Regions from separate parts of the Anser cygnoides genome. Here region 2 is linked to region 1. The links are chromatin contacts, called in public Hi-C maps. All regions are on one chromosome and are shown on one strand. Each heading gives the region's core, a stretch centred on a gene start, on an enhancer-like site or on the middle of the called end of the contact. The rest is flanking DNA. Distances are from core to core; before and after follow the strand shown. Region 1 overlaps PNPLA2 (patatin like phospholipase domain containing 2). Region 2 overlaps LOC106031790 (a long non-coding RNA gene).

The links. Hi-C and Micro-C count contacts between places; a contact is called where the count stands out from the background.
Region 2: a Hi-C map of liver shows a contact between it and region 1, with 1.7 times the contacts expected there. The contact joins two enhancer-like sites. A contact is called at or near these places in 2 of 7 Hi-C or Micro-C datasets (both in liver).

Annotation. Positions count from the first base shown.
Region 1 is chr5:20,442,555-20,449,020 of Taihu_goose_T2T_genome, forward strand. The region is part of intron 1 of PNPLA2 (patatin like phospholipase domain containing 2); the gene reads right to left. Among named protein-coding and RNA genes, the nearest start is that of PNPLA2, 8.0 kb to the right of the region's middle. Within about 2 kb of position 2,792, at least 2 of the 3 cell types and tissues checked have open chromatin away from gene starts, as enhancers often do. A contact at or near this core is called in liver, where this site is marked.
Region 2 is chr5:20,700,103-20,706,568 of Taihu_goose_T2T_genome, forward strand. LOC106031790 (a long non-coding RNA gene) reads right to left here. Exons shown (of 5, transcript XR_001204461.3): 5 at 1-958. Among named protein-coding and RNA genes, the nearest start is that of HRAS, 7.7 kb to the right of the region's middle. Within about 2 kb of position 3,194, at least 3 of the 3 cell types and tissues checked have open chromatin away from gene starts, as enhancers often do. A contact at or near this core is called in liver, where this site is marked.

The DNA.
Region 1 (6,466 bases), core at 1,542-4,041:
TGCCCTTTGCGCACCCTGACTGCTGCTTCCACACGCAGCCCAAGCCGTGGTGAGACACGGGGCAGTGACTCCTCTGAGCACCCGCCAGTCGCTGCAATCCCAGAGACACAGGGAACACACGGGTGAGGAAAGTATCCAGGCAAGAATTAAAGGAACTGGGGGAAACAGCCACGCTTTCACCAATTAAATCTTCTCCCCAAGCTGCAGTTTGGTTTTTGGGCAAAGATGAAAGCTGCTGTCAGTGCCAGCCAACTTGAAATCCCTCTGGTTTGCTCCCTGTCCCTCTCAGCCCTGTGACTGCAGAAAGGAGGCAGCCGAGTTAGACTCAGGTTAACAGAGATAAGGGAAACACCACCCCCAGCGCACTGCGGGTGTTGACACATCCCATTCTTTTGCAATACACGTGTGCCAGCAACATGTTTTCCACTAAGGCAGCCTGTTAACGCGACTGTGTGCGCACGAAAGCCAGCAACACCAGCAGCTCGAGCGAGCACTAAATGAGACCCTTGACCACGACCAGAGGCTCTGGGGTCAGGATTTGGGTACTGTGAGGTAGCAACTCAGCGGAAAATCCAAGTTCCCCTCTCCGAAGCAATTTTTAGCCCTATAATCCCAGTCTTCTGCTCTTTCCTAAAGCAATGTTTAGCAGCCTAATTCTGATCTTACTTACTCAATTAGCCGTAAGCCACTGAGCCCAGCCTGTTCCAGATAGTAGCTGCACGGTTCAACATCCTTCCCAACACGAAGGACAACAGCCAGAAATGACAACTTGTTAGCACTCCGTGCCTAAGACACCTTTGTGCCTAACGAGAGGAAGAAATACACACAAAGAACCTGCAGCAGAGCCCAAAACTGGATGGAGCCCACTCCAGCACCTTGGCCACACGAGCCCTGGAAGCCCCACTGCACGGAGTGCGTCACAGAGCTGCTGGCCTTGCTGAAACCCCAGTAATAAATAGGGTGGGAGCCTGAGCCACGGGGACACCCCACTCACAGGGCCATGCTGGGGAGGGCGGCTCAGGGATGGCGCTTAGAGAAGCTTGCCTTCAGACTTGGCACCTCAGCGTGCAGAGATGCGACAGCGACACTGGGAACAACTGCAGTTATACAGAGCTTATGACTAACGTCTGAGCAAAAAGTCTGAGCTGGGAGTTGCTTAGGGAAAACAAAGTCCCAAATATGCCAGGAAACAGACTGTCTTGGCATCTGAGGAGGGACTTGGGCTCCAGCTGCTTCTCTGTCGTCGTTACCCAGCCAAGCAGGACAGGGGGACATGGGAGAACTGGGGACAAAATAAGAGTTATTGATAATTAGCAATTGGATTTTTTGAATTTTTTTTTGTTGTTTGTTTGTTTGTTTTAAATGTGTGCATATAAACAGATTGTGCAAAAGCAGCTTCTCAGGTATTTCAGTTTGAGGGCACCTCTGATCTTGTTGGACTTGTTGGCTCGCTTGCACCGAAACCGAGTACAGAGGAGCTCCGTGGGACGAGGAAGGCACAGGGCGATCTGCAGCGCCACCGGCTTTCCTGGAAATAAGGCCAGCTGAGGGTTCAGCCAGAGGAGTCAGGTTTACGCAGCTAGATCCATGACAGATGGCAAGCCCTCCTGGAAATAAGTTCGGGAGGAGAAAGGAGAGGTGAGAGAGCGAACAGAATTTGAGCTGGTTTTTCCTGGAATAGCTTTTCTGGTAGTGATGGGACTTAAAGGAGTCTGCCAGAGGGAGCAGCTGAATGAGAGAGGTGGTAGAGAGAAAAATCCTGCAGGAGTCAGCCACAAACTGTCTGCCCCTGCCGGGGTAATCCTGTGCCAACTCCAGTCCACAGAAAAGTTTGTTTTTTGATGGATCTGATGATTCAGAGCACAGGGTCACGGGGAAAACCACAACGTTTATTTTCCTCTCTTGGGGTACATCACAAGGAGTACTGCCAACCTCCCACAGCTGGTATCAGCTCTTTTCCCCCACCAAATGCTTCTCCCCATACAGACTTAACTAAACCATTATCCCTCTAAACAAACACAACCTGTATCAATGAGAAATATTTCACGTGGCACGGGGGAGGCCACCTGGGCCACCTCTGGCCTGGGATCCCTCTGCAGCAGCCACAAGGGGCAGTGGATGGCTGCCCAGGGGAAGAGCCCTGTATGCAGCTGCAGGATCCCAGTTCATTTTTAAGCTACGCCAAGCCAGCTTTACATGAGTGTATCGTCCTGGTGAGACTGGTTTCCTTAAAGAATTAGCTCTTGCGCCCATCGGTCGTGCCCAACACACCTGCTGGGGCAGGACAGGCAGCCCCGGGCCTCTCCTGACCTCTGTGTTTCGCACCAAGGGCACCTCAGCGCTCGCCTGTTGCCCACCCTGGTAACCATCCCGCAGCCAGCAGGACGGCTGACCCATGAAGTATTTCAAGTGGAAAAAAAGAGCTTAAGACAGGCACAAAAATAGGAGCAGCGCAGGCCGAAGAGGGAGGGGGCACGCTGCGCATTCCAGCCGGCAGCTCCCGTGACTGCGGCTCCCGTGACACCACAGCTCCCCCTGGAAGAGCTCCACATCGGCACAAAGATCACCCCCTGCGCCAGGGACATTCCCGCTCCCTGGGTGGTAAACAGGGCGCGGGCTCCAGAAAAGGCACCCAGATGGGGAGGGGGGACAGGGGACAGCGGCAGGATGGATGCAGGGACAGCTCTGAAAGGCAGACAACCAGCAGAAAGAAGCGCAGGTGCTTTTGACACCCCTCCAGCACCACCTGCTCAGAGCGAGGTTCGTGGGGTAGATGCTCCCTGCAAGAGCCCCCAGCTGGGATCTTTGCATTTTGCTCCCAGAGCTGAGCATCAGTGGAGCTCTCGTGTTTCCCGTCAGTAGGTCCCTGTTCAGACCCAAATTCGGGAATCAGAAGGAATTTACCGGTGTTACCTCCCTCAAGGCAGTCTGGCTGCCTGTCTGCTGCTGCTTCAGCTGGAGCGGTGCCGTGGAGGAGCGAAAAGCCAGCCCCTCGTGACGAGCACAGGTTTCAGGAGAGCTGCCCCACGTCCCTCCCGAGCACAGACCCCCAGGCTGCTCCAGCTCAGCACGCACAGCTCCTGCGCCTGCCTCCGCACTGAGAGCAAGCGACGCAAGCGCTTTTCCTGCCCAGCCTCTCCCCGGAGAGGGTACAGCCCAGTCCCGCCACCAGCCTAAAAACATTGAGCTGTAAACAAGGGACATCGAAAGAAAAGTCTGCAGGCTGACAGCTAGAAAATAATTAACCCAGAGCGCTTTATTGGACATTTCCTCAGCACCCATTCACTCGCCAGAAGGGCCAACAGCAGATAGCAGCGTGCAGGTGATCCAGGGACGCCTCCAGGCCTTGGGGGCGCCGACCTCAGCCCAGGAAAGATCCCCACCGCCCGGCTGGGCTCCTGCTCCTCCTCCCGTGCTCATGCTGAAGCAGCCTGGTTTCCACCCCTTGCCCCAAGGGAACAGGAACCTGACCCGGGGCGTCCTCATCCCATCAGCGAGGCTGGAGGGATGTCAAAGGGGGCCCGAGGGATAGATTAATGCCAGCAGGAAATGAAGCGAGAACAACGACTTGTGGTCTGCCCCGTAAAACGCCTCCAGGTGATGTGTGATCCAAAGCTACTGACGGATCCTCCATTTCAGTGTGAAATCCTAAAACCGTGGGGGGGAGGAATCTCTGCCTTACATGGCCGAATTTGTATAAATGCCACTATTTAACACACACAAAAACCCTTCTTAAATGCTTGGGGCTGGGAGAAGGCAGGCAGCACCAGAACCCCCAGTGGCACTGGTCCTTTTCCCATCTGTGCACATCGCCCTGTAAGCTGGTAACACTGAGAAACACGTACCAGAACAGGTTGTTCTTTGGGACTTCCCTCATTTTTGTTGTGAGGAGCATTTATATGATTTATAAGTTTCCACTCATTCCTTCTCTCCTACTATTTTGTCATCAGAGAACAAGGAGCAGCTCGGCTGCCTCAGCTCCAGATGACAGCCAGGAAGGAAGCTGTTTCTTTTTTTGATGCAGAGGTAGCAAAAAAAAAAATCGGAGTAACTCCTCAGGCCCCTTTCAGGCTGGCAAATAACCCCTCTTCTCACCTCACAGGTGGGGCGAGTGGAGACACTGAAAGAGACGGCTTTTCGAGCAGGGCCAGCTCCTGCAGCCGGAGGCAGCTGCTGCAGGAAGGGCTGGTCCCACACCACCTCCTGGCCCAGGTTCTCGGAGCTCAGCATCGCAGAGCCCAGATGCAGCCCGCAGCAGGACGGCGCCGTGAATCCCCACCGCCTGCAGCTGCTTCAGAGCCCCAAGCCTCCCTCTTCGCAACGTGCCAGCCCCCAGGACGTCTGAGGTAGGTTACTTCGTTCAGGGCACGAGCAAAAAGGCTTTGGGAGAGCGGGCACAAGAGCTGCCAGCCGTGGTTACGCCTCAGCTGAACCTTTGCACCGGCATTAGGGAAGCGCCGGCACAGCGAAGCCTCACCAGGCAGCTGATGCCCTGCAAGCCAGCGCCCGCTTTGCTCCTGCAGGCAGGCCCGGAGCGCTTGCTCTTGCAACACAAACCAGACAAGAGCGCGGCTCCTGCTGGGGAGCAATCAATAGGAAGGCTCAGCTCAGGCAGGCAGCCAGGATTATTGCCTGGCACAATCGCTGCAGTCACCGCTAGCCTAATTTTCCCCCCCTGTAATTCCCTAATACAAGGATTAGCGTTGCATTGCTGCTCATTGCCTTAGAGGGAAGTGAAGCTCGGATCCCTGCTGCTTGCCCTGGGCCAGCGCAATGCTGGGCTTTTTTTTTTTTTTTTAAAGCAAGTACCTAGCAGGAGAAAGCTAGTGGAGAAGAGAGAGAACGGGCAGGAGAAAGATGGACCAAAAACAGCTGCATGACTGTGAAGTTGCCTTTCTCCTCTGCTGCACGTAGGCAGGAAGGGAACCACATCCCGCTCTTGCCTTGTTCATCCAGGTGACGACCACTAACACAAGGCCTCCTGGGGTTGTTATTCCCAACAGGACTTGGTGTGCAAGGAGCACCCACACGCACGACATTGCACGCTCCTTACTTGCTCGTCAGGGCCAGTTTGCAGGATGGCAACTCACACCCAGCGAACGAGGGCGGCTCCCACCTCCCCATGGAGGTGCCACCAGGGGTGAGATGCTCTGGAAGAGGAGAGATCCGTGCTACAGGACAGGAGAGAAAAGCTTTGGCTTTTCCTGCTCACCAGCACGAGGCTGGTCCCCGTGTAAACCTGCATACAGCTTTCAGTGGGTTTTTTTTTTTGGTCTAGCCCCTGCTGCCAGTTCTGTGCTCACCAGAGACGTGGCTGACCGTCACCCAGGAAGGGCGGCCTGTCTCCCTTCCCCACTGTACACTTGTGCTGCTACTAGAGCACCGTCTTGCCCTGGCAGGGAATGAAAGGAATAGCTCTGAAGTCCACCCCTGGCCCTGAGCCTGCATCGTGCCCCACTCCTGACGTCCGCGCTGCCAGCGACTGCTCCGTCCCACGCCAAGCACCTCCCCTGCTCGCTGTGCCCGCTTTGCCCTTCCATCGCACTGGGACGCGCTCGGTGTCACCTCACCCTGCTGAGCGGCTCCCCACCGGCCCCAGCACGAGCAGAGCAGGTTCCCTCCGAGCCAGGGGGACGAGAGGTGCTCCAAAGCACTGCTCAGGAGGCAGGCACGGGCATTTTGTGCTAGGAGGGATCTCAGTCTGATCAAAGTTACTGAGGAAGCGATTTGGGGCAGACGGCATTCCTTGGGAGCCACGACAAGATTATCTGGAGGCTGCTGTTACCTTTCCTCCACAGACAGCAGCAGCCGCCCCCAGGCACTGCTCCTGGGCATCAGGACTCGGAAGCAGCCCCGGGAGCAGGACAGGAGCTGCTCCCTGCAAGGCGGAGGGTGCAGGAGCAGGGAGGGCAGCAAGAGGTGCAGCAACATCCCCCTGACGCTCTCACACACCCAAGCTTTACTACGTTTTGAAGTATGGCGAGGAGCCAAACGGCTGGTTTGGTCCCTTAAAGTTTTTAGCAGTCCCACGACTTAACACAGCTGGCTGGATACACAGAGACACCTCCTGTGCCGGCAGCCTGCTCTGGGACAGGGCTCTAACTTTCTCCATGCCTGACATAACCTGAGCCCGCACCCTGCGCATGATGCGCTGGAAGAGCTTTCTCACCAGGCCCAGCCCTGAATCAGCAACATTCAAATAAGCCAGCAAGAGCAGCTCTTGTGATTTGCATACGTAAAGCGCTCCTCGACTTATCTACACCCCCAGCCGCCACCTCCCCGTCTCAGGACGGAGGAGGAGACAACCCATGGGAGTGGCAGCACACAGCCACTGCCAGATCCGACCTGAAAGCAGCGCTCGGTCCTTTAAATCCTTGGCTTCCAAACCCAGCATCCATCCTGAGACTGCATCCTACCAAGAGGAAGAGGAAGGTTGGTTCTCGGAAGAAATACTCCGACCACAGCA
Region 2 (6,466 bases), core at 1,944-4,443, 260 kb after region 1:
ATCCCTTCAGCAGAAGACAGAAATACAGAATGGGAAGCAGCTCATGACTGCAAACTACTGTTAACTCTAGGGGTCATGACCCTCCTGCAATATCGTGTCTCATCTCTACTCACTTCCTGCGGTCCAAGCAAAGAACTTACATTTCCAGACTTGCTCAACACTGTTAGCAGTGGAGATGGACCTTTGACAACCTCCGTTCTGATTTGGATCTGAACTTTTGGAAAGCTTAAAGGGGGCAAAACAGTGCTGTTGACCCCTTCTAATATGCTGAGACTTGACTCATTTCAACTTTCTGCCATATTCTGAGATGAGCTGAAGTTCGTGCCTTTCAGTAGCATTATACCAAAACAAGAGTTTAACATGTAAGTGGAATTCAGTTCCTCTCTGGCAGCAACTAATCTGCATACAGTGTTTGGCTCTTGCAATTTTGTAGTACAGGCTACTGTAGACAGACACATCTAAAATACTACCGAGCTGGGTGCTGAAATGTGTTCACCCCCTAACAACTCTTAACATGTCACCACTGCCCAAACCTGTCCTCTGAGCACACACACAAACCTATACGGTCACTCCCTGTGCCATGTGGTGGATGAGATATCACTGGGACATTCATTAACAGGCCATTCACAGTAATGTTGTGTACCAAACAGTGGCAGCTGGCTAATTTCGAAGTTATCAGTTGATTACTCCCCGTAGTAGCAAGTCAGGGTACCAGTTAAACTGGTGTTAAGAATACATTTCCTCCAAAGTCAGCGGAAACACAGGTGTGCGGCAGTCAGCTGTGCTCAGTGCTTACCAGCCAGCTCCTGGTTTGTGGAAGGCAGATTCTGAAGGTGCAGTTCACAAGTTTCTTTTCCAGAGAGCTGAGCAGCTGGAATTACACTGTTGGGCATGTGGCATCTTTTTCTCCTTTGAGCTATCTGCCTCACAACACGTCCAGCCCTCGGTAACCTAGAGACTGAAATATAAAGATGGGGGAAATAAATAAATAAATAGGTAAACAAACAAACAAATAATCAAAGAATGGGTGTGGTTCAAAACCTGTAGAAATCAATGGAAGTTTCAGATCACACCCACCGCCTAGCCTAAAAAGAGGTGCCAAACTAACTTGAAGCTATTGGGCTTTCCAAAACTCCCACCTCCACAAAGAACATGTTTCTAGAGTGTTGTGTTTCCAGACAACTATTGGGTCTTGTTGCAGCAGCATGCTTGGCTGTATCAAGAGTGAAAATTGAAGTGAAATTGATTGTTGACTGTGCGCAATGAAAAAAGGATCATAAAGTGTACAGTGAAAAATCCTGTTTGTCACAGAGTCAACTTCCCAGCAAGGGCAGGAATCTCGTATCACACAACACACCTTCTTGTTTGTGATCGTACGCTTGAATCACTTCCTCATCATTTATACAGCAGCTATCTAGGAAATACGTTCAGGGAGTATCCTAGTACTTGCAAGCACGACTTTCTGATACGACGTTTTTTTGTTAGGCAAACATCTTTGCTGCTTAGAAACAGAGGTCCCTGTGACCACCCTACCCTGCTGATAAGTCAGGAAGCCTTCCTGCTGCGTGGCGTGGGGCATGGCCAGGTCCTGGCCAGGAGAGGACCAGGGCTGCTTATTCCACAACACTCCCCATGGGTGAAATGGCCCCTCCCTAGAGCCCGACATGGGAGCCGAAGGGATTTGGTGCCTGGGGACTCAGATGGCTGAGTAAGATAGACAGGAACTAATGAAAAAGCTCTGTCTGAGAGATAAAGAAGAGAGAATAAGTAAAAAGCAGGAATTAATCTGAAGAATATTTCAACCATGGCCATTGAAATGCCACAGATAAGGAAAGATCTTGGAGTAGGAAAAGTCTCCAGCTTGGGCATAGCAATAGCTGAGTACCTTTCAACCAGGAAACTCTTAACATTGTTTATGCAGGAGCTTTATATCATCTTCCCTGCTGGAACACAGTATCTGCTTAAGCCTGACATTTTGAAATACTTCTGCCACATGGACACAGGCGGGTGGTTCGGTAGAAACACGCAGACCTCAGCTTGGCCCTCAGATCGCAGAACGGCGTGTGAAATCAACAGCTATGAGATGCTTCTGGGAGAAGCATGCCAGCCAGCGGGCAGATCTGCTTGCACAGTCACTGCACCTGGCACAGCAGCTTATGTTACCCTCCAGACTCTCTACAGATATCACCCCATCTACGGATGGAGCTGTTCAAGGGTCCGGGGCGGCCCCACGGAGCAATAGGCTCGGGATGGAGCATGCTGATCGCTGCTACACCAAAGCCAGATGAATGAGGTTTACTGACAGGGCTGGAGTTTGTTTTCCTGCTCTCAGAACGAGGTGCGATTTCTGTGTCATCAGCTGGATCACTAACAGCAGCAGGCTGCAGATCAAATCCCTTTCTTTGACTGACACGAAGGGAATAAGGAGCACCAAGTGATTTTTTGCTGAGCCTAAAGCTGAGCTCCCCTGCGCTGGGTTGCAGCATGCAGACGGCGGGGAGTGGGAAGGCACACACCGTCAGCGCACGGACAGAAAGCTCTCTGCTCTCCAAGCCTGGCACCCTGCCCAAGCCCTACGCTTGCTTAAAATGCAGTCTGTAAGGGTTTGTCTTGAGACAATTTGATGGATACTGTGTGGGTGCTGGGGGCAGGCGAAGCCAAGAAAATGAGGGATCTGTCTGTCAGCTGATCTATTCCCTCAGATTTTTAATGCAAACCCTTCATTTCTGTAAATATACTCTGCATGCTGCTATAGATAGGATATGATTATTGGTGTGATGCCGTGAGAAAAAGGTGCCATACGTGAACCAAAACTGAAGAGTTTTCATTTGTGGACCACATTTCTTATAGGTGGTGATAACATCCGTGTGATAAATTCATTTATTTCTGTAAACAGGTAATATATTACACATCAAAAAAGTAATCCACGTTTATCCCATTCTTTGACCTTCCCTGCAATATGCCTATTGGGTCTTCTCTGTTTGGACTGCTTTTAACTTTACAAAGTGCCTTAAACTCCCTGAATTTTGATCATCACAAGCCAACAACTGCACTTCTTAAAGTGAACTATCCATATCAATAAAAACTCAACACTTGCCTTTTCTGCAAATCAGATTTCAACAGCACTCCTCTCCTCTTCCCCCTTGACTGGCTCTGCCTGAAAAATATGCAGGACCATTTGCCAGGGTTAATTTTTAATAGTGTCCTCACTGCTGCAGTGAATTAAGTCATTTATTTCCCAGCGAGCAGCATGCTAACACACTGGGCAATAACAAACGCTGAAGAAGGTGACTCGGGAATAAGCAGCCGGGCAGAGCTTTACATTTCCACCTGCCTGATGGCTCAGCATAAAGGGCAGAGCGCTGTGTTTTGGTTTACTGTACACTGAGTCTTCATTCGAGGGACTTCTGGATCGAAGCCACAAGGCCAGCTAGGTTTATTTACTCCGTAGTCATGTGTATACATACATATATAAACAGAGTCACAGCAGGCTGTGTGGCCAGCCCTCCCCTCTGCCTGGGCACTCGTCTCCTCTAACTCAGCGGGTTAATATTCCTCCTAGGTGGTCACTCCTGCAGGGGGAACGCGTCAGCCCGGGCAGTTTGGCCCTAAATACGCTTTGTGATCTCCGGCGGCCTGGAGCTCAGCCTACCCACCTGTAAAACAGGTTTAATGGTTGTCAGATTTTCTCTAGAAATGCTAGAAGGATTACTTCATGTCTGAGAACTTTAAATGAGAGCTGCTCAGTGATAGAGAGCACTTTAAAAGAGCGACTGGAAAACAGGGCTAGAGCAGGCTGGCAGCCCTGTGAGCATGTGATGACCACAGAAGGAGCGCTGTTCTCGTCTCATAACCCCAGATCCTCAAAAAGGCTGGGATGCAGATGATTCAGAAACAAGGGGAGAAAGGGCTTTTGAATTACTTATTAGGTAGGATTTATGTTGATTTTACTGTCCTGGGACGTACAAGTTTGGGATGTAGAATCTCTTTTGCCATCTCTTCTGGGTGAAATGCGGTGGTAATATAGGGTCCTCTCCCCCATGCACCTACCAGTTGTTGTGTTTTTGTGTCCACAGAGTAGTCCAAAGGCCACTAAAGAATCTTCCCCACGGCCTGCAGTAAGCTTTGGATCAGACCTCAGTGATCAACAAGAATGTGCTGCTCAGCATGCTGTAACAAGTTCACCGGCACGTGCTGATCACTGCAGGAGAGCTGTTATACGAATGCTCCTCCTAGAAACGAGGAAGGTCTTGACTAAGGAGGCAGCACCTTCCCACTTAGTTCTCACCCCCCACGTGGTGCCTGAAATGTACCAGTGCCCTTAAATTTGGGAACAGAGCAGACCTGAATCCATTGCTTCCTCTCTGCGATATCACAGGGAAGCTAGAGAGAGAGTATTGCATTACTCTTAATTCACTTTGTGATCGTGTAAGTCTCCCAAATCCCAATGCCAGTAAGCTCTGATGATTAAACAGCTTACTGAAAGGAAAATATAGCTAACACTTTCTACCCTTATCAAAGTGTATTGCTAATGAGGGCTGGGAAATCCCTCAGTGTTAATACAACATCTGTAGATTAATGTTAGCTTACTCATGTTTTCGTAGTCAATGGCTAAAATTCAGTCAATCACTTGGATTCACACATTTCTAATTGGTGTTACAGCACATCAGTCTCAGTATTTTCCCAGCTTAAGCACATTGACTGGAAGTAGAAAAGGCAATGCCAAGAGTCTGAGGCCAAAGAAGAAATGTGCTACATGTTGATTAGGACATCTTGACTTAGGAATCTTACAGAAGGTCTGACTTCAAAAACGTTTAGCTCACAGGGAGCAGTATAACTCGGGTTCTCTACCTGTGATGGCAAGTGGCTGCTCTGCAGGAAAGTCTACCTTTGCTGTAAGTAAGGTGGAGGCTGAGGCCAGTGCAGATTTTAGGTAATCACTGAAGAGGATGAAGGGGCAGAAGGAAATGCCCCACAAGAGCCTCAGAAAGAGGCTGCCATGGTGGCAAACAGCTTTTTGCAATGGAAAAGGATCAGATGAGCAACGCCAGCTTTTACAAAAGCTGAGTATAGCAAGAGCATCAAGCATGGAGGTTCGAGAGCACCAAAAAGCAGAGATGGTGGAAAGGCCGGACTCCATCCTCCTGTCCAGTCTATAGGGTGGCTACATTTTATGTGAGTATTGCTTTGCATCAGCTTTACTCGCTCACAAAGGTGGGAACAGAGGTTCAGGGATCCTTATGGAAGGAAAAACATACTTTAAGGAAAGATGTGACAGTAAAGAAAAGGGTCAGCAGCTTGACTCTCATTATGTGAAGGAGGGACATGATGCGTGGCAGGGACAAAGACAGTGTGCAGCCAGCATATTAAAAAGCAATCAAAGGAAAAGAAACCAGTAGTTTAACTGGATAAACACAAATGTCTTTAATTCTATCTAGTTTTACCACGTGTGCATACTTGAATCACGCAGCGCAACATTGCTTTGAAATTTCTGCGAGAAACAGATGTAGTTAACAATTGTTCCCCACCATTGAAGGGAAATCAGCATTAGTTGACAAAGGAGTAAGAAGACTTTTTCAAAAAGAATGAGAATGTCTTGTCCAGGAGTGCATGTGGGATGGTCTCAGACTTAAGCAGATGAACTACACAAAGATAAATCTGTTGCACATCAGTGAATACAGAAATGACAGAGAGAGCAAGACATCCCTTAGCAACTCATCTGGTTTCCATGCCTGGAAATCTGGCTCCTGCCAGCAAAAGTGACATAGATGACCCAGAGCATGGGAAGTGATCCGAACTGTCCCATAAAGAAACTGCTGGTGTGCCAGTGTTCAAACTCTTCCATAGGGTTTGAAAATGAAAATCACAAGGGGCGTAAATATTGCAAGAGCTTGTTAGAAAAAAAAAAAAAAAAGAAAAGAAAAAGAAAAAAAGAAGTAGGGTTTTCTGCTTCCAGAGACCTGAGCTGCTGCTGTGTGAAGATGAGGGCAAAAACCTCCCTCAGAGTACAGTGATCTGAGGATCAGACTCCAAGAGAATGATTGACGTTCAGCTCATGCTGACAGCTAACAAAAGCTCTTGCACACGTGCCAGCAAACCGCTGCCAGGAAAGTCAGCATGGCTCCTAACTTGCAGATTTCTCCATTAGCAGACCTCGTACCCTATTTGACCTTTGCTGATCTACCCTGGCAGTCTTGGCAGAGAGGCCCGGGGTTGCGTGGAAGTGGACACAGGACACTTATCAGCCCTGGTCCCTCTTGGTCAGGCGGGGACATCTCACGGAGGAATCTGTGTCATTTCTAAGTAACTCAGGCTCTCGACATTGTGCAATCAGCTATAACCCAAGCAAAAAAGCATAAAAAGTCAAAAAGTCAACATTTGCTAGGGACTTAAGCACCCACAGAAACAAACGGGACGCTTTCTGTAGGGGGCAGTGTGTTTCACATCAGGCTGCAACTGGTAGAGA